Linked DNA regions of Siniperca chuatsi: region 1 is linked to region 2. The links are chromatin contacts, called in public Hi-C maps. All regions are on one chromosome and are shown on one strand. The core of a region is the stretch at or near the end of the contact, and the rest is flanking DNA. Distances in the headings are between cores, read along the strand shown. Region 1 overlaps myo10 (unconventional myosin-X). Region 2 holds the start of basp1 (brain acid soluble protein 1 homolog).

Region 1 (4,108 bases), core at 699-3,198, 96 kb after region 2:
TTAATTTTTTTTGATGGGCTACATAAATGAACTGTGTGGAAGCCCCACAACAACACTTTCAACAGCTTTTGTCAACATGATATATAAATAGTTATTACTATAAATAAAACATGCTCAGTGTGTTCACTAATGAATAGACGGCCTCCTGCCTACTCTCATAGTTACTTAAAAACTGTGAAAATCTGAAGGTGGATATTCAAATCTCCATTATGATAGAAATCTAATCCGCACAACAAACAGTTTTAATACCTCAACTCTGTATGTTAGATTTTACTTTGGTTTAGAATGAACTCCATTCAAGATATATATATTTTTTTGTTGGAATTTGGCCTTCTAATGATCTCCAACGTCTGCTTTCTGCTTTAGGATGTAAAAAGTTGAAATCTCTCACTTAACTGGAAAGGAAACAAAGAACATTTCTGCTTTATTAGATTAGTTTCCAGTGGTGATGCAGGAGAGATAGAGCGTGGATGTTTTTTACAGTGTCGCGACTATATGGTATAATCCTCAGGCCTCTGAACCACCATAACGCCCCAGGAGGAGGATATGCTGTAATGTAGTCCGTCTGTATGCTACCCACTGCCTCTTTTCCAGTAGAATTCCCTCAGTCTGCTGTCAGTTCATGTAACATGCACATGCAATATATAAAACAAGCCTCTAATTTGTTTTCAAGGTGCTCTTTATGTATCAGCGATCTGTACTTTGATTGTGGGGTTGTTCATGGAAGACAGTGGTGCTACCTTAAACTTGTGTCCGATTCAAATGTCACCCGATGAGCGGAAGCTGTCTTTGCTTCAAATGCTTCAAATTGACCTAATTGGACAGATACGAGGGATTCTTTATTGATGGGAGCTGAGTAAAGACCAGATGTTGATAATCTGCACATTGTTTTCTTGATTAATATATCAGTCGTTCAGTTTATAAAAGGTCCCTTACAATTTCGCAGAGCCCAAGTTGATCTATTCATTTTGCCTGTTTTGTTCGACCAGCAGTCCAAAGCTGAAACATATTGAGTTAAGTATCATACAAAATGAAGAGAAGCAGCAAATCCTCACTTTGAGGAAGCTTAAACCAGAAAATATTTGAATGTTTTGCTCAAAAAAATGACTCGAACAATGAAACGTTTCCCAAAATAGTTGCTGATTAATCTTCTAATCAACTAATCACTTAGTTGACTAATCATCGCCTTCCTTGTCTGTTCAGCTGCTGTGGCTTCTGCTCACTGCCTTGGTGCTCTCTTTATTGTTCTTTGATGCCTCTTTATTGCAAGCAAACTGGAAGCAAAAAACACATCACTTTCTGTGCTGCAGGAAAAGCAGCCTCAATATTCTCCAGGCGTTTCTAACATTTCAGTTTACAGCACTTCTGCTGTGAAAACCCTCCCTGTGACTGCCCTATGGGGAGCCACCCAGCCATTATCCAAATGAAGAGTTTTGTTCTTAAAATGAATCCCACCTACTGTCATAAAATGTTTACAGAAGTGAAAAGCAACACTCATTTGAAAAAAAAGCTAACATTTAAGAAGCCATATAGTGGATTTTAAAACAAATGCCTGCGCTCTACTCAACTCCACATCACTTGTGACCATTAACTAAGACATTCTCTGGTGTTTTAGAGTTTTGTATTTTCTTAACTTCGATTCAATTTACTTGCAGACACTTAGTACTAGCATTATCTGGTAATGTAGTTGAATGTGTAGATTGGTTTTAAAAAGGCTGCACTGAAATATGGTCAGAAGGAACTATATGATTTGTAATAAACAGAATAAAACATGAAAAACCACTAGTATGCTCCTTTTAAAAACAGCCATTCTCATTGTTTTTTCAAACCTTTATTCCTTTATTCAAGTCAACAGAGCTGTTGTTGTAGTTATTGTGTATGCTTATGGCCACCAGCATATCTTCTAAAGGTCTTGGTGTGTGTTTTTAATTGTGAAGGACACCTCTGCTGTGAAGCGTCCTGTTTGTGTTGAATAATGTGTCTTTTGGGGTCTAATCTAATGCTCTCGAGTTGCTCTCAGTGTCTGTGTAATGGGTCTTCAGGTTAATAATTAACGTGGCCAGCCTGAACGCTGGTGTGGCTGTGGGTTGCCAGGTTCATGTTTAATGTCCCTGAGAGGTTTGTGAGGGCTTTCGTCAGGCATCACGCTGTTTGTTTCTGCAGGGGAGAAATATGACTTAACAGCAGTTTCGGTGGTTGATTTTTAGATGATTTTCCTTGTAACTATTTGGCTTGTAGACAGAAAAGATGAAGATTGTTCATAATGTGATATAACACACAAACTACAAACCTGTTTCAGTCTAAGAGTCAACAAAAAAAACAACATTACAAATTAAAACAAAGTTGTTACAGACCCCCAGAATCCATCCCAGTCTGCTGCCAGACTGTATGAGACGCTCAGATAATAATGAATGGAAAAATGTCTCCAAAGCAGTCAGTCGGTGTGTAAACAAAGCCTGCAGTGGGATGAGAGTGACGCTGGACACCAGTGATTACGGATCAGGCTGATGAAGCTTGTCAGGTGGTTTGACAAGCACAATCATAGTCATCACCACAGTGAATGGAGAACAGCTGTTTTAAATGTCGGCTCTGTCGAGTGTAGAGCTTATAGTGTATACAGCCAAAACCCTGAATGGTACCATCACTGTCAGTAAAATCATGTGTCATGGTGTTACTATACAGAACTGCAGCCAATGGTTCTGATGGGTCCTCGCCACTTAAATAGTAATATTCTGTGAAGAAACCTGTACTTAAATTTATAGAAGTCTTTCATAACTCTACAGGGGTAGAAGTATCTTTCATTTCATTGGTTCAAACTTTTTTTCTGCCATGCCCACTTTGTGAAGCAAACAAAATCCATGTCCTAAACCAATTTAATTTCTATCATCCTTTAACAATTTTGGGAAAATTTGTACCACAATACCTGAAGCTTAATTCTATTTAATTGAAATAACATTATCAAGAATATGAACTGCATGTTTCCGTTAGTTACTGTTATGCAAATGGAAAAGTTAAAGCAGCGGTGATTGGTGATTTCTGCCCACTTGGGGGCAGCGGAACAAGCCCTAAACACAAAATTCATATATTATCATCTTATAAAGTTGATGTGGCTAACATGTTAGCAGACAGATGCCTCTTTACACATCTAGCAAACACAGACAACATTAGCATTAACATTTCGTCTACTATTAGCTCCTGAACTAAAACAGAACTAAAGCAGATATACATTAAATCTGCATTAAGCAATTTTTGAAAATCTGTCCATCTTGTACTTTACATGTTTCGCTGTCTGACTAAATCTTGTTCTCTTGTTAGCCTCTTGATAGCTTGCCATGTGAGTATTCTTGTTTGTTTATTGTTTATAAGTTCCACTACACAGTTTTCTCCCGTCATGCGTCACCACCCTACAATGCCTCTATGCAGTTCTGGAGAACAAGATGAAGGTGTTCCCATCATATTGATCTTCATGTGTGGCTTTGAGGCCTGTTGGTGTGTTGTTGCATTCTGGATTTCATTCATAGGCAACAATCAGTAGATGACAGCTATGGCAGCCAGTACACAGCTAATTAGCAGTGTCCAGTGCGCCATCTAGTGGTTAGGTTTTGGAACATGTACCCTGAGTATTTCCCATGATGCTGTCAGCTACATGTGAAAACGGCGTGCGTCTGTGTGGTTCAATCATGAGTCATCAACACCTAATTCACCTCTGACCCAGTTCGTTGTGAGTAAGCGATAGTTTAAACCTGCAGCAGGCGTTTATTCAACAACCTGCAGGCAAAGACACTCACTCCCCTTAAATAAAGACACGCTCCACCCACACACAGTTTTCAGATGTTTTGACGAACTGAGGTCAAACTTTTCTCTGCTCTAATCAAAAGTCTGAAAAGATGCTGGAGGCTGTCAAAGACCAGATGACACAAGATGGGTCTGTCTGAATGCTGGACTGATAGTTGCCTTTCAAATCACTGTAGAAATAAAAACCAGGTTTCAAACATTCATTATTATTTATGAAACATGAAAAATAATAAAATGTTGATTCTGAAATTACTACTCAAGCACTTTTAAGCCTATATAACTTATTTATTGCAGCGATCTACATCCTAAAACA
Region 2 (4,310 bases), core at 657-3,156:
CATTAAACAATTAATGACCCTAAAGGAATATTACATACATTTTGCATGTATATTATGGTGACATAATGGAAGATAACAAACATATTACATACAACAATTTCACTAAAATATCAACGTTGAATTCAGCAGATAAGCAATACCCTATATGACTACCATAGGAAAATCATAGAGGTAGAAAGTACCTGACATCCATCTGGGTCAGTATAAGCACCTGTCCTGTCGGATTCCTTTATACTGACCTCACATGGTGGAGTTCGGGCTTCAGCTAATGCTAATTTTTATTTCTTTGAATAATCGATTAGTCATTTAGTCTATAAAAGGACAGAAAGATACTGAAAAATCTCCATCAACACCCAAAAATATTCAGTTTACAATGATAGAATGCAGTGAAAAGCAGCAAATCTTCACATCTGAAAAGCTGGAAGCAGAGAATATTTGGCATTTTTGCTTTAACGATTAATTGATTATCAGCATTGCTCTTTATTAATTTTCTTTACATCAACTAATCGGTTAATCGACCAATTGAATCATTATTTCAGCATGATATTACAGTGAAAATACAGCATCTGATACAGCATCACTATCACTGTGGCTCCATTCACCCACAAAGCTCCGTCTAGCATCCTCCAACACACACACACACACACACACACACACGCGCGCGCGATCTCACCGCAACAAAAAGCAGCTCATTTTATTTCTATCATCTTTTTTTCCTCTGGACTGAACAAACAAATAGACCAAGAATTAAAATCTCTCCATCCTCCTCCTCTCCATCCTATTGATAGGCAAGGTGGCATCTCTCCCATCCACACCCTACTCCCAGTGCGCATGCGTGCCGCGGCAAACAAAGGACCAGGCAATTATCCGACGGAACATGGCTAATAAAGTTTGCTGCTGAAATAACATCCAACATCGACGCAGCAGTAACAGAAGCGGAGTGAAAGGATGAACTTAATGTCTGTGTACGTGGGGGGGGGGGATTCAGGTAAACCGCCAATTCTCCATCGACACCCCCTCCTTCTCAGTGCAATAAAACGGAAATATGAGATCAATAATTCATCTGAATCATGACATAATCTGGTTAGAGACTGAATGTGTGTGAGAGTGTGTATACGTGCGTGCCAGTTGCATGCAGCCAAATGGTGTCACACCTCCACACAGACAAAGAGGTGGGGCGAGCAGAAGAGGGCTCTTCTCGGCTCTGGATGTTGAACTGTTTACTGGCTGTAAATTATGAAGAAAAAACGCTCCCCTTTGCGTTGCCTAGCAGCCTGCGGAAATTATATAATCATAAACAATTTCAGGGCAATCAATAAATAATACAGTGCGTGTTGCGCGTGAGGAGACGCTTCTGTGCGCAGTCGAAGCGCATTTTTCCTCAATAAAAGTGTGAAAAACGAGAATCTGTGTCTGAAGGTGAAGCGCGTGTTCCTCGAGACTGTACACACCCCTTTTTTAAGCTCGTGCACATTTTTTTTTTCGCCTGGAAAAAAGGAGGATAGAAGAAGAATACATTTCTGGAATTTCTAAATTTTCCAATTCAGCTCAGTTTTTGTTGTTTTGCTTTTTGCCATCAAATTGACCGGATCTTTTGTCTCATTTCCTACACTCATCCACGCAGCGTGCGCCCCGGCTCCCCAGATGGAGAGATGGAAAAAAGACAAAAGGGATGAAAAAATACAGAAAAATAAAATAGCCACAACCCAAAGCGCTCTTTTGGAGGGAAACAGAGGGGAATAAACGGACCCTTACCGTGCACACTGAAGTTCCGACGCTCCCTCTGCTCTCCTCGCAGTTTCAAGTAGCGGCTGCTGTAATTTTTTGCGGCTTCTCCTGCGCGCCCAGCGGCTTGTGCCTGCTGCACGGTACGGTTCGACTCGGCGATCCTCCGCCTGCGCGCACACGCACCCAAACGCACACGCACGCGCGTCCATTGTGCACGCACGCACACAGTAGATGCACAACCCAAATTGTCCCCTCGAGGAAAATGTGGTTTACGGTCTTTCTATAATATCTAATAAAGCGTTATGACGCGTCAACAGTTTGAGCGAGTTTGTGCAGACAATACGGTACTTTATGGTGATTCATGATCATATACGATATTCAATTGTACTTTATGGTAATTTCATCGCCAGTGCTACCACTGTAATGTTCCTACAATATTCCAACATTTATCACAATAGCTCTGTTTCCAAAGAGGAAGTTACTTGCACCAAATATATTTAGGGCACTTGATGTGTATTTGTAAAATCTCTTCTTCGTGGTGGATTTGTGTTATTGGTAAATAATTACCCGAGATGTTTTATTGCGCTCTGGATGGGAATGTAAATGTCTCTGCGCTTGTTTTAGTGGAAATACTCCTCCATCATAAGTCTGTCTCAATGTTTGTTGTCTCTGTGCGCCCCCTGCCATTCACTGCAGCTCCAGACTGTTCCTGTCTTTAGTGTGGAGGACTTGTTGGTACTCTGGATGCACTTGACACCCTACAGGTGGAACTAGAACTCCGATCCTTTAGCTAATTAAACTCTCTGATCAGTAAATACTCCATTTGTCCTGCATTTTAGGTTAAGAAAAAGAAAGAAAGTGAAATGTACCTAGAATCCGTTCATCATTCGGAGGTTTTTCCCCTTTCTGGATGTTAAATTATTTATACATTAGTGTGTAAGCAAAGTTGGGTTTAATCTGTGTAAAGCATCATAACTATTAGTTCATTACATTCAAGCAACAAAAGCCTTTTCATCCAGCTCACAGATATAATCTGTTTTGTCACAGTGGAAAAGGTTTGGAGAACGTACGGTGCTTTGTTTTCACCAAACGTTTAAAATCTAAATATATTCTAGTTCACAATGATATAAAACAGAGAGAAGCAGTAAAGCCTCACATTTGAGAAGCTGGAACCAAAAGATATTGGGCATACTGCCTTGATAAATACTAATAATAAATAACTATGTGATGACTCGATTATCTTTTTTTATAATGAATTTATGTCCATTGACAAATCAATGATTCGACTTATTGTTTGTTATTGTAATAATACTAAAACATGGCCTGACATCTCCTGTGTCAAAATGAAGCTCAATAAAATGTAATATATTACATATATATATATATATATACATAAATATAACTGTTCGATCCATTTGATTAAACCAATTTCTAGAATTGCTACAAAATGATAGAGATGACAGTGATACAGTAAGAGTTTGGTGCTTTTGCCAGAGTTACTGAAGGCGTCTCAAGATGCACTTTGTGTTTACCAAAAGAAGGCGTCAATGTCGTACTTGTTGGCTGAAAATAAAATGTGCAATGTCAGGGCTTTCCATGCTGCTCAGTGGTTTCTTTGCAGTACTGACACTTAGACACCAGATGGTAGTGTTTGCAAAGAATTGAGACATCTCATTTGTCTCTATGAAACATTCTGCTGAGGAAGTGTCTCCTGATGATCCCGTGTGTTTGTTTGATTGAACCAATGAAAACCAGCACTCTAACAGTCAGCTTACCTGAAGGGACTGTGTGCGAATTAATGTGTTAAGCCATGAACTCGCCTCTTCTGTACCTTAAGCTTTTTGTGAACCTTTCATTTTGTGAAGCACATTTCCTCCAGTTCTGTGCTTCTACTTTTTAATTGGACGTTTAGTGGAGCAGCTGGTTACTCTGTAAAGTAAAAGTTGACATTCAGGACGAGATTACTAGGGTGCTGCAGGAAAACAACCTTGTGTCTCCAAAAGGCCAACCTTTTAGGAACGGTGTTGGGTCTCTGTAATTAATATTATAAAGAGCTAGACCTGCTCTATAGGAAAAGTGCAATGAGATCACTTCTGTTATGAATTGGCGCTATATAAATAAAACTGAATTGAATTGAACTGCCTGTGCCTTTTGCACAGTACTGTACGCCTTCCTCCATTGTTAGTGAGATTCAGCAGTTTGTTATCAACATCTCAGCTGCTCTGGAGGGATTCCCAGGGTGAAGACCAGGTAACTGCAGCCCCCTCCCCTCCCCCCAGCAGGAAGTATGAGCGGATTAGGGCGAGGTCGGTTTGTTCTGGAAGACGCTGTGACCTGACTGACCCGGCTGTACCTGACCTCTGCTCATGGCTGCATCTAAATCCTGCCTGTCCTGAGATGATCCCACTGCAGAGGACTGCTTATGAACTATAACTGACCCTTCAGATCCCGCACCCTTCTCTGTTTCCTAACATCCAGTGTTGACCCTGAAAGCACTGAGCACATACCACCAACATGGCTGCACAAGCCTCTCTTTATCTTAAAGGGTCAGTTCACCCAAATTGCAAACACACTCACTTACT

What was found. Hi-C and Micro-C count contacts between places; a contact is called where the count stands out from the background.
Region 1: a contact with region 2 is called in a Hi-C map of skeletal muscle, with 8 times the contacts expected there. The contact joins the enhancer-like site here to the promoter of basp1 in region 2. A contact is called at or near these places in 3 of 3 Hi-C or Micro-C datasets (liver, skeletal muscle and an unstated tissue).

Annotation. Positions count from the first base shown.
Region 1 is chrLG13:3,448,268-3,452,375 of ASM2008510v1, forward strand. The region is part of intron 4 of myo10 (unconventional myosin-X); the gene reads left to right. Among protein-coding and RNA genes, the nearest start is that of LOC122886389, 64 kb to the right of the region's middle. Within about 2 kb of position 1,949, the one cell type or tissue checked has an H3K27ac peak away from gene starts, as active enhancers do. A contact at or near this core is called in liver, where this site is marked.
Region 2 is chrLG13:3,352,373-3,356,682 of ASM2008510v1, forward strand. It overlaps basp1 (brain acid soluble protein 1 homolog), which reads right to left and starts at 1,907. Exons shown (of 2, transcript XM_044219254.1): 1 at 1,756-1,907.